Regions from separate parts of the Mus musculus genome. Here all the other regions are linked to region 5. Evidence: chromatin contacts called from public HiChIP or PLAC-seq, capture Hi-C and promoter capture Hi-C data. All regions are on one chromosome and are shown on one strand. The core of a region is the stretch at or near the end of the contact, and the rest is flanking DNA. Distances in the headings are between cores, read along the strand shown. Region 1 has its middle 140 kb from the start of Gm31268. Region 2 holds the start of C1d (C1D nuclear receptor co-repressor). Region 3 overlaps Ppp3r1 (protein phosphatase 3, regulatory subunit B, alpha isoform (calcineurin B, type I)). Region 4 holds the start of Pno1 (partner of NOB1 homolog). Region 5 has its middle 17 kb from the start of Sec61g.

Evidence for each region. Promoter capture Hi-C pulls out the DNA fragments that hold promoters and counts their contacts. HiChIP or PLAC-seq counts read pairs in DNA pulled down with a chosen protein or histone mark. Capture Hi-C pulls out chosen DNA fragments and counts their contacts.
Region 1: a capture Hi-C map of embryonic stem cells shows a contact between it and region 5, with 2.6 times the contacts expected there. The contact joins two enhancer-like sites. A contact is called at or near these places in 1 of 115 datasets of contacts at active chromatin or transcription factors (embryonic stem cells) and 1 of 9 other capture datasets (embryonic stem cells).
Region 2: a promoter capture Hi-C map of embryonic stem cells shows a contact between it and region 5, with 5 times the contacts expected there. The contact joins the promoter of C1d here to the enhancer-like site in region 5. A contact is called at or near these places in 1 of 39 promoter capture datasets (embryonic stem cells), 9 of 484 Hi-C or Micro-C datasets (CD4 T cells, the HPC-5 cell line, Th1 cells and 5 more), 8 of 115 datasets of contacts at active chromatin or transcription factors (DN3 thymocytes, the NIH/3T3 cell line, cardiomyocytes and 2 more) and 3 of 9 other capture datasets (adipose tissue, embryonic stem cells and liver).
Region 3: a contact with region 5 is called in an H3K27ac HiChIP or PLAC-seq map of embryonic stem cells, with 5 times the contacts expected there. The contact joins two enhancer-like sites. A contact is called at or near these places in 4 of 39 promoter capture datasets (cranial neural crest, maxillary cranial neural crest, pre-B cells and 1 more), 1 of 15 datasets of contacts at CTCF or cohesin (pro-B cells), 3 of 484 Hi-C or Micro-C datasets (all in embryonic stem cells), 4 of 115 datasets of contacts at active chromatin or transcription factors (all in embryonic stem cells) and 1 of 9 other capture datasets (embryonic stem cells).
Region 4: a contact with region 5 is called in a promoter capture Hi-C map of embryonic stem cells, with 4 times the contacts expected there. The contact joins the promoter of Pno1 here to the enhancer-like site in region 5. A contact is called at or near these places in 11 of 39 promoter capture datasets (the 3T3-L1 cell line, the C10 cell line, cranial neural crest and 8 more), 1 of 15 datasets of contacts at CTCF or cohesin (pro-B cells), 12 of 484 Hi-C or Micro-C datasets (B cells, CD4 T cells, the G1E-ER4 cell line and 8 more), 22 of 115 datasets of contacts at active chromatin or transcription factors (the NIH/3T3 cell line, acute myeloid leukemia, astrocytes and 12 more) and 4 of 9 other capture datasets (adipose tissue, embryonic stem cells, liver and 1 more).

What each region holds. Positions count from the first base shown.
Region 1 is chr11:17,459,708-17,462,407 of GRCm38.p6, forward strand. No RefSeq gene overlaps it. Among named protein-coding and RNA genes, the nearest start is that of Gm31268, 140 kb to the left of the region's middle. Within about 2 kb of position 1,419, at least 50 of the 459 cell types and tissues checked have an H3K27ac peak or open chromatin away from gene starts, as enhancers often do. A contact at or near this core is called in embryonic stem cells, where this site is marked.
Region 2 is chr11:17,256,108-17,258,807 of GRCm38.p6, forward strand. It overlaps C1d (C1D nuclear receptor co-repressor), which reads left to right and starts at 1,440. Exons shown (of 5, transcript NM_020558.4): 1 at 1,440-1,551.
Region 3 is chr11:17,182,008-17,184,707 of GRCm38.p6, forward strand. Ppp3r1 (protein phosphatase 3, regulatory subunit B, alpha isoform (calcineurin B, type I)) reads left to right here. Exons shown (of 6, transcript NM_024459.2): 2 at 100-139. Among named protein-coding and RNA genes, the nearest start is that of Ppp3r1, 24 kb to the left of the region's middle. Within about 2 kb of position 1,359, at least 16 of the 459 cell types and tissues checked have an H3K27ac peak or open chromatin away from gene starts, as enhancers often do. A contact at or near this core is called in embryonic stem cells, where this site is marked.
Region 4 is chr11:17,210,295-17,212,994 of GRCm38.p6, forward strand. Pno1 (partner of NOB1 homolog) reads right to left here and starts at 1,295. Exons shown (of 7, transcript NM_025443.2): 1 at 1,019-1,295; 2 at 694-843. The coding sequence starts at 1,213. Wdr92 (WD repeat domain 92) reads left to right here and starts at 1,599. Exons shown (of 8, transcript NM_178909.4): 1 at 1,599-1,852. The coding sequence starts at 1,670.
Region 5 is chr11:16,524,232-16,526,931 of GRCm38.p6, forward strand. No RefSeq gene overlaps it. Among named protein-coding and RNA genes, the nearest start is that of Sec61g, 17 kb to the left of the region's middle. Within about 2 kb of position 1,255, at least 39 of the 459 cell types and tissues checked have an H3K27ac peak or open chromatin away from gene starts, as enhancers often do. A contact at or near this core is called in the NIH/3T3 cell line, adipose tissue, differentiating embryonic stem cells and 6 more, where this site is marked.

The DNA of each region.
Region 1 (2,700 bases), core at 169-2,668, 940 kb after region 5:
CCAATTATTACAAATATCTTCTAAGTATGTAATAGGTATAAAAAAAGCTAATTTGCACCCTTCACAGCACAATCCTCCCCTTAAACTCTTTGCTTTTGTATCCATCGATCCAGCATTATTTAAGCACAGCCACAAGTAGCTTGTGGTTACTAGATTACAGGGGAGGTGGAGATGACATCGGTTATACCTCATTGCACACCTTCCTAGTAAACAGATGCCTCAAGAGAGGATTTTTCATTATGATCATTGTCTGAAGAGTAGAGCTTGTAGGCGTAGACTGTTTAAATAGGAGGTGAAATGTCTCTTTAGACAGGCCATGGATTCCAAATTTTCTGGAAGTTACTGGTTTCCAAGCAGGTAGATGCAAGGCATCTAGTTTTTTACCTGTAGAGGGAGCTCTCTCCCCTCTGCTCTCTCTTTAATTTCAATCCCAACCTTGGTTCTTAGAACCCTGCAGTTCTGAGTTCTTTCACCTGGCTTGGTGGAGAGTTTGTGTTTGGCTCCAAACCAGCAGTACTTTCACAATCTGCACACGTTAAAGGCAGCTAAAATGCTAGGACACCAGCCGGGTGGCGGCTTGAATCTGTGATTCCCAGGCAGTCCAGGGAAATGATAAACAAAAGTCTTTTGTGCAATATTAATAAGCTTTAAGCACTCCCCAGTGAGCCTCTTGTCATCCAAGTAAGTCATGTGTATCAAAAGCCCTTATACGTGGAAGTTTGTTTTCATATCTGGCCCACGATGAATGGGAGCCCCCTTTGCCATGTTGTAAAACAAACATTTGTTTATTTTCTGAGCAGAGCTGGCAGTACGACTCAGAAACTGGAGCTGAATGGAGAGCCCCTTTCCAAGGAGGCGCCTTTGAAAACCCTCTGCCGCAGCTTTCCAACTGTCAACTGATCCTGAACTGGGTTTACATTAAGACAATAACAGTGTTTCCTAAATAAATAAGTTAGAGACACCCGTGGGCCTTAATCAAACCCATAAATGGCTTGTAGGGTGGGCCAAAAGGTTTTTTTTTTTTTTTTTTTTTTTTTGCTGTGCAGAGAAATAACGTCTAGTTCATCTTACCATGTATGGGAAGCTTGTGTTTTTGAGACAGAAGGGTTTCTTTATGGTAATTATACTGTTTTTTTTTTTTTTTTTTTTTTTTTTAAACCAACAACAAAAACAAAAACCGCCTGATAGAGCTTTCTCTGGACCTCTGGGACAAAAGAATGTGACACTTTTCTTGGGTGAATGCCACGGTGCCAAGCAGGCATTTTCTAAAGAAGAGAGGTGTGGTCACCCTCCCAGTCGATAATGTAACCCCCTCCTGGCACGTAAAGAAAATAAATGAAAGCTGTAAGATGAACCATCTGCTACTGCGATCTGGCTTCTTTCTTCGTTGACTTGGGGCTTCCGGGAATTCCTTTCACTCCAACAAGTTTCAAGCACAATGGCCTTAGAGGCAGAGGGTGGAAACCAGGAAGCACCACTGAGCGCCGGGAGCTTGGGTTTCTGCGGGTTTTCCCGGAAGGCGGGAATTTCAGCCTCTTACTGGAAGCTGCGTTTCTCCCGTAAAAGACACATTCTAGGGAAAGACTGAAAGCTGAAGAGCTGAAACAACAGTTGCATGTAAATGAAAACAAAAAATTAAATACTACTGCGCATCGTAGGAAGTCTGTAGAGATTCTTTCATACAGGTATCCTCAGCTGTACGGAATCATCATTTGCAACTTTCAGAAACAAAAGCTTGACTATAATATATGTATAATATGACTTTGGTTATAGCACATGCATAATTTTATAACTTACTTTTGGAAGGCTTGGATTTTTTTCATGTGCATTTCCTCAGACTACCATCTAATATTTATAATAATCATTTTTCATTATTATAACTATGTATAATATACAACTAATATTATTACAATGTTATAATAACATAACCAATATTATAACATTGTTTCCACGGATGTACAACTTTCCAAGTAGATGTACTATAATTCACATGTCTGCCTTTTTCTTTCAGGCAACATGGGATGCTTATGATTGCTTTCACAGCACAATTTCTTTCTTGGAGAAATATTAATTGGGATAACCACAAAGTTATTAATACTTAGGGATTTTTAACACACAATATCATATGGTTTCCCAGAAGGACTTGAAAACAAACTGCTTTTCTAACTGCAACCACTCACTACAGTGTAGTCTTCTTAGCTTTCACTTCCTCTTTGCCCTTTCTGTCTGTCTAGAACAATCCCACCACTCACATGTCCTTCTTTAAACACCTTCACATAAGCATTTCATCTATGTGTAAAAGTGGTTCTCGGATACTGTCTCTCTGAGACCTTAGGAGAGTATGCCAAATTCAACCTATTTTTATTATTACAGACAAGAGTGTTTCATTTTGTAGCACATTGCTAATTGCTATGGTTTTGTCTTGTATAAGATGTACTTACTTGTGGGCTAATGCGTAATTTATATTCATTTCTGAACCTTGCAATCATTTGTGCTAATGTGGTAGACACACTTTGAGAAATCTGCCCAGGCCAACAGATTACCGAAACCTATGAATTAACCCCTGTGCTTGGTCATGCGACTCCCTCACTCCTGCCACATCCAACGGGACTGAGATTGAGCGGTGTGTTGGAGGAGTGAGAAGATGACAGGAGAAAGAGAAGGCAGGACCTCCACATAGAAAGCAAAATGGAGATGGGA
Region 2 (2,700 bases), core at 190-2,689, 730 kb after region 5:
CAACAAACATCATACATACATACATATTAAAAAAAAAAAAACCTTGTTAGTGTTTTAGGGCTTCTATTGTGGCAGGGAAACACCATAACCAAAAAGCAAGTTGGGGAAGGAAGGGGTTAGGGCTTACTCTTCCATATTACCGCTCTTGCCTAAGGAAGTAAAGGCAGGGACTCAAACAGGACAGGAACCTGGAGGCAGGAGCTCATGGCTTGCCCAACCTACTTTCTTATGACAGCCTAGGACCACCAGTCCAGGATGGCACCATGCATAATTGGCTGGGCCCTCCCCTGTCAATCACTAATGATATGCCTTGCAGGACTGCCTACAACCTGACCTTATGGGGCATTTTCTTAATTGAGATTCCTTCCACTCAGGAGACCTGTGCCAAGTTGACATAAAACTATCGAACACAGTTAGGAATGATGGCACGGCCTGTAACCCTAGTACTGATAATCCTGAATTCAAGGTCAGCTATATCACACAGTGAGACCCATTCAAAAACAAAAACAACACAAAATATGAACTTGTACTTTTCATATCTTCACACCCTCATTTAATTTTTGAAACTATTTTTCATAACTATCACCTAACCAGGTATCGGGCACTATATTAGGGAAGCCCCTCCAAAGATTAATCTGAGGTGCACAGTTTGGTCCGGAGGGACCCAACTTCCATCAAAGCAAAGAAATGGACAAAGGTGTAAGGAACATTCAGTTTGAAGAAGCCTAATCTAGACAAAATGCCAGGGCCTTCGACTCCAATCTTGCCACCTTGGCGGGAGACCTTTAAGTTCTTTGCCTAGCATGGCTGTCCACTCTGAGAGGCTCTACCAACAGCTGATTGAGAAAGAGGCAGATACTTACACCCAACCATTGTCGGACTGAGGTTAGAGACCCCTACGGTTGGATTAGAGGAAGGGTTGAAGGAGCTGAAGGGGAGGGTGACCCCATAGGAAGATCAGCAGTCTCAACCAACCCGGACCCCGGGGGGCTCCCAGAGGCTGAGCCAACAACCAGGCAGCATACATGGGCTGAGCCAAGTGCCACCCATTCCCCAGCCTCCTGGGACCTATGTAGCAGAGGTCTGCTTAGTCTGGCTTCAGTTGGAGAAGATGGGTCCAATTCCCAAGGGTCTTGAGGCCCCAATAATGGGGGATGGGGAGATAGATGATGGGGAGCAGAATGGTGTGAGGAACTGGGTGGGGGACCGGGAGGGGGGTAACGCCTGGAATGTAAATAAATAGTTAATTAAAAAATGTGTCAAAAAGAGAAAGAGAGAGAGGGGGGAGGGAGGGAGGGAGGAAGGAAGGAAGGAAGGAAAGAAGGAAAGAAAGAAAGACAGACAGACAGACAGAAGAAAGAAAGAAAGACAGACAGACAGACAGACAGACCACTGCACTTAGCTCCTGGATGGACAGAGGCGGGGCAAGCCTCGGGACTGAAGTGCGCACGCGCACGACCGGGAGAGACGCACGGGCGGCAGGCAGAAGCCGTGTCATGGCGTCATCATCGTGCGACCTATTTCCCGGAGACAGGCGTCCACGGTATTGAGGTATTGTGCAGAACCGCGTTCGGGTGCTTGTCGTGCTCCCGTCACAGTCTCTTTTCCCGCACCCCGGGATCACGTCCGTCCTGTGGCCGACTGGGAGGAGCCGAGCGGGACTGCTCGCTTCTAGCGTAGTCCCTGCAGTGGCGGCTCTCGGGCTTTGCTTTGGCCTTTAGTTTCTCTGTCAATACCGTCTTCATTTCGCTGCCACTGTTAACGTTGCCTTTCAGAGGTTGAAAAGCGACAAGTAAAACACCCAACGCCATCAGCTTCTAGCTGATTCCAAATCTAAACGGAGACAAAATGGAAGGTGGAAAAAGTAACTTTGCGTGCAGCCCTTCCTGTTCCGCCCAAGGTCGGAATGCTTGCGGTGGCAGTGTTAGCCCTTTTGAAACAAGGGTTTCCTTAATTTTACTTTTTCTTTTCCGAGACACAGTTTCTCAGTATAGCCCTGGCTGTCCTGGAACTCGATCTGTAGAACAGGCTGGCCTCGAACTCCGAGATCAGCCTCCCTCTCTTAGGTGTTAGGATTAAAGGCGTGGGAAACCGGGCCGGGCCGGCAGCTTTCTGCTGTAGCGGATTGTATTAAGAGGAATTTTTCAGTGTCATCTGGGAAAATTTCATCGTGGCTCAAATTTCTGTTGGAAGATAGCGTTAATGACTTAAAATGTGTTGACTACAATTTAGTTTTGGCTTGGAAAAGGTGTATTTGCCCTGGTGAGATGTCTGTGGTGTAATTATTAACCTGTTTGGACTAAGAGTAGACAGAACTAAGTATCAACGTTAGTTTTTATTTATAAATGACAGCTATCCTTATTGAACTTTAGAAAACTACTTCTGGATGGTGGAATTGATAGACTGAATTGTTTTGTTACAAGATAAGATGACAGTGTGAACAGTTTTTGTTGTTTTCTAGTAATAGAAGTGAAATTCCCAAATCAGAGATGTTGTGGATGCTTTCCGGTACCTATAGGGATGCAGTTTTCTCTTGTTTTTAACTTTGAAAAGTTCTATGGGTAAACAGTAGCACTTGTTTGCAAGCATTTGACTCTTCATGTATGGCTCTGAATAGTCTACAGTGGATTACCTCTTTGTTATTTCCACTTTCTTAAATAATAACTAATATTATGAACTAGTACTTTGAGCATTCTACTA
Region 3 (2,700 bases), core at 109-2,608, 660 kb after region 5:
TAGCTCATTTGCCTGTTTTGTCCGATAAAATAGTTGCTTAATATTCTAAAGATATTTAGGTATATCTCATAACTAATTGATTCTTTCTTCCTTCCCCAGGGAAATGAGGCGAGTTACCCTTTGGAAATGTGCTCACACTGTAAGTTGAATATAATGAGAGCAAGCATGTGTTTTGCTTATGAATCTGGGGGGAGGGGCAGGCACACATCTCTATGATGAGTACTTGATTTTTTATCAAATGTGGCCTACATTTAAAATGGAGAAGGCATGGAACACACACTCTTGAAGTTACTGAAGTAGGAAATATTTAAAAAGTAGATTTTATTATTAATATATACACAACATTAAAGGTTAAACCCCTAAATCTCTGTGAACTAAGAGGGCTCTTTTCAAAGTGAATTTGTAATCATGTTTTTTGTTTGTTCTGTTTTGTTTTGTTTTTTTTTTTTCTATTTGTTGATCCATGGATCTGGGCTTCTTTGTTTTGTAATGTTAATAACTGTACCCAGAATTCCCCAGATCATTGGGGAAATGGAATTGCAAAAACATGAAAGCCGAGTTTCGTGGGCTAGAACTTGTCACATAACTGGGTCAGCTGCCACCTGAACTAGGGAGAAGAGAAACAGATGTGTGAAAATTGTATTTTGACATTTGAGACTTTTGGATTTTGATGGAATGGGTCAGGGTGACTCTGAAGACCAGCAGATTTCTAGAGTGAAAGTCAGTTGTCAAAGACTTCAGCTACTGTAAATGTTTCTATATAAGCTTGGGGATGGCTTTTTAACTACATTTTACTTATCCCTACATACAGATGTGGGGGGCAGGGCTCACACGTTTGCCACAGTGTCAGTGTAAGTAGAGATGAGTAGGACATTTGTGGGGATTGGTATTTTTCTTTGTACCATACAGGTCCATAGGATCCAATTGAGGTAGTTTATTAGGTGTGGTGGCAAGCATCTTTACTGGTGTGTCTTGTTTGTTATTATTTTGTTTTGTGGTTTTTTTGTTTGTTTGTTTGTTTGTTTGTTTGCCAGCCCCTTATTTGTCTGTCTGTTTATGAGACCTGTTCTTATAGTGTAGCCTTTGCTAGCCTGTAACTTTTAATGTGGAGCTGGTCTTGAACTCACAGAGATCTGCTCTCCTTTGCTTCTTTGCTTCTAAAGTGCTGGGATTAAAAGCATCCATTAGTCAGTGTCCTGTTGCTGTGAAGAGACACCATGACCATCACGACTCTTAGAAAAGATAGCATTTAATTGGGGCCGACTTACAGTTTCAGAGGTTTAGTTCATTATCATGGCAGAGTATCAAGGCATGCCAGGACATGTTGCTGGATGTGTAGCTGAGTGTTCTACATCCCCAGGCAGCAGAGAGCCTCTGGGCCTGGCTTGGGTTTTACCCCCAGTAACACACTTCCTCTAAAAAGCCATGCCTACTAATTCTTTCAAAAATGCCACTCCCTGGTGGCCAACCATTTCATCTAAGTGACTATGGGGGCCATTCTTATTCATACCACCACATCATGACTGGCTCTTATTATTGTGTGTTTATATATGGCATGCCTGTGTGGACACATGTGCCATAGCATGTGCATGGAAGTTAAAAGACAACCATGGAGTCTGTTCATGTTCGTTCGTTCTCTCTCTCTCTCTCTCTCTCTCTCTCTCTCTCTCTCTCTCTCTCCCTCTCTCTCTCTCTCTCTTTCTCTCTCGATAGGCTTTCTCTGTGTAGCCCTGGCTGTCCTGGAACTCATTCTGTAGACCAGGCTGGCCTCGAACTCAGAAATCCGCCTGCCTCTGCCTCCCGAGTGCTGGGATTAAAGGTGTGTGCCACCACTGCCGGAGAGTCTGTTCTTTCTTATCTCTGTGTGAGGTCCAGGGATTGCATTCAGGTCGTCTCAAGTCCCTTTACCCTCTTGAGGCATTTTTGCCAGTCCAGGTCTTAACTTTATATGTATATTAGATGGAAGCTTAATATTTGAAAGGCTGGATGTTAATTTAGGATTAGAGTTGTTTGTGTGGTTGCAAAGTTCTAGAGCCAGAAGCTTAACATTCACTTTGTAGCTTCCTGATTTTAGAATAGGCCCTTTCATAGTGTGGCTTGTAAATGTTCTTACAAGTTTAATGCAGTCTGCCTTCCCTCCCTCTACTCTTCTCTCTTTCTCTCCCCTCCCCCCTCCTTCCCTTGGTAGCATACGAGGATTGCCATGAGTTGGAGGTCATACTAGAATATGTAATGAAACTGTGTCTCAAAAGACTATGGTCTGTCAGCTAACACATTTGATTTAGTTGTCTGTAGTAGAACCCTAGAGAGCACAGTAGATTTGGGGAACATGTATAATACAGAGTTAATCGTCAGCCTCTGGTCTTCCTGCCTTGACATTCTGAGTACTGGAATCGCAGGCATCTGTCAGTATCTAGTTCATGAGTTATTGATGATGTCTGGTTTTTATCCATTTGACTATTACTTGATAATTTTGAAGTATCTAAGAATTTTAATCTAGAAATACCAAAAGCCCGTGTGAATACTTGTAAATTTACGATTCAAAACTAAAATCTGGCCATTTTATTTTTGTTAATTTCATTTGTGCCTAGGTCTCTGTGTGCAAGTGTTAGACCAGAAGAGGCTGGTCCCCTGAATCTGGAGTTAGATGCAGTTGTTAGCTACCTGGGTGTGGGTACTAGAATCTGGCTAGGTACTCTG
Region 4 (2,700 bases), core at 45-2,544, 690 kb after region 5:
TAAGTTTTCTCACCCCTGCCTAATCCTCCAGCACTCTCATGTCTATGGGTGTATATCATCTATGTCATACCTTAAGGAACAAATGATGTGGTATACGTTAAGCTATCACTGTGCATCTGATATATGGTATCAGCAAATACTAAGAACACAAACCAATGACCCTGCAGTAAACAAGGCAGCTAAAGTAGAACAGAAATGTATAAACTTCTGAAGAGAGCTTGAGTTCTCTTGAAAGCTGACTGGAACTGAAGTAAGAAGACAGCAGAGAAAGTGGCCTTCTCCAGAGACCAGAGCCACCAAAGATACTGGCAGGGGAAAAAAAAACCAAAAACAAAAAAAAACAAAAAAAAGGGAAACAAACACAACTGGGTCTCCTACTTGAAAGGCAGGCTTAGTCAAGTGTCTGGCCTTTATCCCTTAGGAATGCCGAGGAGGCTAGAATACCATAATAAAAGCATTGTGATATGGGAAAATTAATTTGGCACTGACACCGAAGATCTACTGAAAAAAAAATAAAGGAATTAATTTACATTTTTTTCTAAGTGGCACACGTTTCCTCCAAAAAGAGCACTTACACTGAAGAAAGTACCTACAATTACCACTTGTTTAGGCACTACCGTGTATCATTGTCTACTTTTATTAAGGCTGAAACTACGAAATGGTAGGCTACGAAATGGCTACCCTCTTCCTTACCCTGATTTCTACATTCCTTGATTTCAGGTTAAAGCGTATCTGAAGTCCCAAATGTTCTACAATCGGAGTAAATATCTTCATCCAGTTTTCTTTCAACGGTGTGTATCTGTTACCTGGGACGGGAATTTTCCTCGTTTCTTCTTTCCCAGTCTGCAATAAAAACATACACACTCAGGAGGCGACTGAGAGATGCGGGCCTAGGCGAAAAAACAAACAAACAAACAAACCCCCCAAAACAACAAAACAAAACAAAACCGAGAACCGACCCTTTCACCTGGACGCCCGGGCCCCGCCCCGCCCCGTCCCGTCCCGTCCTGATCCCCACCAGGAGCTGATCCCCGGAGAGCGGCGGGAAGACCGGCCTCTTCGCCGGCCGCGCCTCCTCCGTGTCCATGCGTCCGGCTTCTCCATCCTGTCCCGCCGCTGACGACTGCTCAGCCTGTCGTTTCTTCGCCCGGCGGCCCCCTCTGTGCGTGACGGGAGTAAAGCCGTCCTCCGTTCCGGTGCTTTGCGTCTCCATCTCGGCCAAGATCAATCCCGGCAAGTACGACTAGAGGAACACGTGCGTGGTTGTACAGCGCATGCGCCAGCCTCCACCAATCGATTTGAAGACACCACCCCTTTTCCTAGGCGGGGTCCATGCCAGGGGCCTAAGGCTGGATTGGTCCGCGTTTCGGAATTGCTGTCCTGGGATATGCCTGTTTGCTAATGTCTCCGTGCCCTCATACGCTCGCAGCCGAAGCATTCACAGTCTTTACTGTGTCTATGTAAAGTCGTTGTGGTAACGGCAGTAAATTAGCTTGTGCCATGTGTGGAGAAGCATCTGTTGCGGTCTCAGTAGCTCACACGGCATTTTCGGAGGCATCCAAGCCCAACTTGCTAAGGCTTCCGGGTAGAATGCGGCTAGGGAGGGACAAACTGCCCCTGATCTGTTTGCAGTCTGGTTACCAAGTTAGCGTTTGGTTGCATCTACACCATGTCCACCTTCGAGAAGCCTCAGATCATTGTCCACATTCAAAAGGGCCTCAACTACACAGTGTTCGACAGCAAATGGGTGCCCTGCAGTGCCAAATTCGTGACGATGGGCAACTTTGCCCGGGGCACCGGCGTTATCCAGGTGTACGAGATCCAGCGCGGGGACCTCAAGCTGCTGCGGGAGGTGGGTGCAGGCTTGGACCGTTTGGGTTTGCGTGATCTAGGGTCTGATTCCTCAATGCTCCAGCAGAAACAGAAAGGAGGTGACAGATTGAGAAATACTTCAAACTAGGCTCTCACTGCAGCCTCTTCCTCCCACCATCCTCCGTGCAGTCCGTTGCAAGGTTTCTGGGAAGTGAAGTTAACATTTCGTGGCAACGTTCTTGGACCTTATAGGCTGTTAGCAGTTGTCGTAGTCTACTAGTAGATATATGCAATAAACCCACATTTCATACAAGCAAAACCAAAGGAGGCACCGGGATACCTACAACAAAGTTGATGACGAACTAGTAAATACCACATCCTTTCAAGAAGTGTCAGTTCAATGCCTGATAGTCCCAGGCATGGGAATTGCAATGCCAGCTATATCATGGAGTTTATTTTCTGTTGGGGGAGACAGTCCAACAGCCAGACCAAGAATGCATACATACATGTAAACTCATCAAGATGAGTTTTCTAATGTGCAGGTCTATAAAAGTAAAAACAGATGCAGGACGAGTAGAAACTAACTAAAGCAAATTTAGAGTAGAGTATGAAGTTTCTTACAAAAAACAGCATGTGAGAAAGCTCAGTGATAATGGTGGAAGGTAGTTTATTATCTTTTTAAAAAAGAAAAACACGAGCTAGAAGTGGTGTTGCACACCTTTACTCACGGCAATCAAGAGAAAACAGCAGGAGAATTTCAGTTTGAAACCCTATCTGCAACAACCACAACCCCCGTAAAATAAAATAAAATACACATTCATAAGGGATAAGTAATGACCATTGCAAGATATGTAAGACATTCCACAGATTTGTCCTTCATTTTGCTTT
Region 5 (2,700 bases), core at 5-2,504:
GTGTGAGAGGAGACAGGGGAGATGTACAGAGGATCAGGCAATTGAACAGAGGTGTGTAGCATTTGAAATTTTATGTTGCTGGTTGTGCTCAGTCTTCTTGCACTCCATATGGTCTATTGCAACCCCTTGAACATATAACTTTTATAACTCATGATTGGCTTATTATGCAATGCATAACATTGTAGTTTTGATTATTATATGTCTTAGTGAAGTTAGTATTTTTGTGATGAAACCCCATGACTAAAAGCAAACTGGGGAGGAAAGGATTTATGTGGCTTACATTTTCACACCACCTCCCATAGGTGGAAGAAGTTAGGACAGGAACTCAAGCAGGACAGTAGGAGCTCCTGGAGGCAGGAGCTAATGCAGAGGCTATGCAAAAGTGCTGCTTACTGTTCCCAATGCCTTGCACAGCCATTCTTATAAAACCTGTGACCACCAATCCAAGGATGGCACCATGCACGATAATCTGGGCCTTGCCCATCAGTGACTAATTAAGAAAATCTCCTACAGGCAGAGCCATTTTCTCAATTGAGGTTTCTTCCTCTCTAAAGACTCTAGCTTGTGTCAAGTTAACATAAAACTAACCAGCACATCATACTATAATACAGTTGTTTACAATAGCCTATTGATTGACATAGACTACGTACATGTATGAAAGAGTCATAAACTCATCATTTTGAATAATTAGCAAACACAAACAAGGAAGTGGGAGGTATAAAATTATATACATGTACTTGTGTTATTTAGTTTGAATCTTGAAACAAAAATTAGAATCTGTACTAGGGAACAAGTATTAAACACTAAAAGAACCATGGTGATGCATATTTCTATGTGAAATATCTGGAAAAGACACAAGATGGCGATGTTCCACCAAGAAAATATACACAAATTCTGTGGCTGTATCCAAACCCTGGTGAGCCCTTGGACTGATTCCCCTCCATGCTCTTTTCCAAGGAGCTTTGGAAGCCATTTCTAGTATTGTAATTGCTATCTCCAATCAAAAACTATCCTTTAAACATCTCAAAATCGTATTAACTTTCTCTTTTCAGCTATCACTAATACAGTTCAAAAGTGCAGTAGTTTGATATCAGTACAATATTTACTACTATGGACACTCCTGCCTACTGAATGTTGAAAACTCAGTATAAGTCTATTGTAAAATAGCACCCTAATTTTTTAAAGAGTGCTTGGATCCCTCTAGAGTTCCTGATTTTGTGTTTCAGATAGTCATAAATAGAGGGCAGTGCAGGAACATGGATCTCTGACACAGTGGTGTGGGAAAGACGGAGGAACTGACTCTAAGTCTGTGCACTCTTTAACAACTTTGTCATCTAGGAAAGAAGACATAGCCAGGTTGTTAGGGAGCACCAAGAAACATTCATTCACTCAATGCTACAGAGGAAAGAAAATGGATCCATTTCCCAAACTATCTATTTGATTCAGAATCGCTTTCTTTCTTTCTTTCTTTCTTTCTTTCTTTCTTTCTTTCTTTCTTTCTTTCTTTCTTTCTTTCTTTCTTTCTTTCTTTCTTTCTTTCTTTCTTTCTCTCTGTGACACAGTCCAGCAAAGCCATACTGATGGAAGTGGAAAGGTCAGCGTAGGAACTTTGGGAAGGTCATGAAACCCTCAGCCCTCTGGAAGGGAGAGGCTAATTAGCATTTCTCAGACCTAAGGGCAGGAACCTGCGGGTGGGGACACATTCCTCAGGACAGACCATTGCTCACCTTCAGACAAGGGAAGTCCTTGTCACCTCATTCCCTAAAGACCAATCAGTTTAAAAGGTGCACTGTTCAGCCAATCATATTGTGCCTAGTTGCAGATGCTCTGTTCTGGCCCTGGAAACCATATAAAAATTCCCCAAACTGGTGCTGGGGGGTCACTGCCTCTCCTTTGGGTCTGGACGACTCCAGTGCACTGGAACAATAAATTCCTCTTGCTTTTTGCGTTGATCCTGACTCCACATGGTTCACTCAGGTGTCCCTGGTAAGCTAAGGCTCCCCGGAGTCTTACAAGACTTTGCCACTCTGGTGGCAACAGAAAAATCCAGAAAAGGACATTTGGACTTTGGGTCTAATGTCCAATTTTTATGTGATCCCTGCACTGACAGATGCTCAGCAGCCAAGGCAAGATGATGGAATTGATGGTACATATTACCGTTAAAGTCTCTGGTCTGTGAGAGAGGGACTTGTGGATTGTAATTATGGTACTCCAGGATAGAGACTCAGCCTGCCCTGAATATTGTGCATAATTCTTTGAGCTTGTTCCCAAGTGGCTCTAAGCTCTAGTTTGCTTTTCTAAAAGATGAAGGAAGCCACATCTTTCTCACGGGATTGTTTGTAAGATTAACAGATGCTCTGTGCAAGTGCTGGCACTCAAGGTCTCATTATGCGATTAGTTTGTGTCCCTCCTCTCTTTTGTGGTTACCTGCAATCCTGTGACTAATTCTCTGCTTCTGAGATAAATTCCAGTGGCAAACCTCCAAGTGAGTGCAGGGCTCTGGTCCTGAATGTTTATAAAGGGATGTGAGCATGCTCCTCACAAGGTTTGCTCATATTTTCTGTCCTTTCTTCTGAATCTGGGTAGAAGATTAAATTCTGTCCATTTCTTTTGGCAACAGTAGTTTGCTAAACCTTTCCAAGGGGGACCTTCATATGTCTACACCATGTGATAAGCTGGAAGATGAGAACTTCCCAAGGA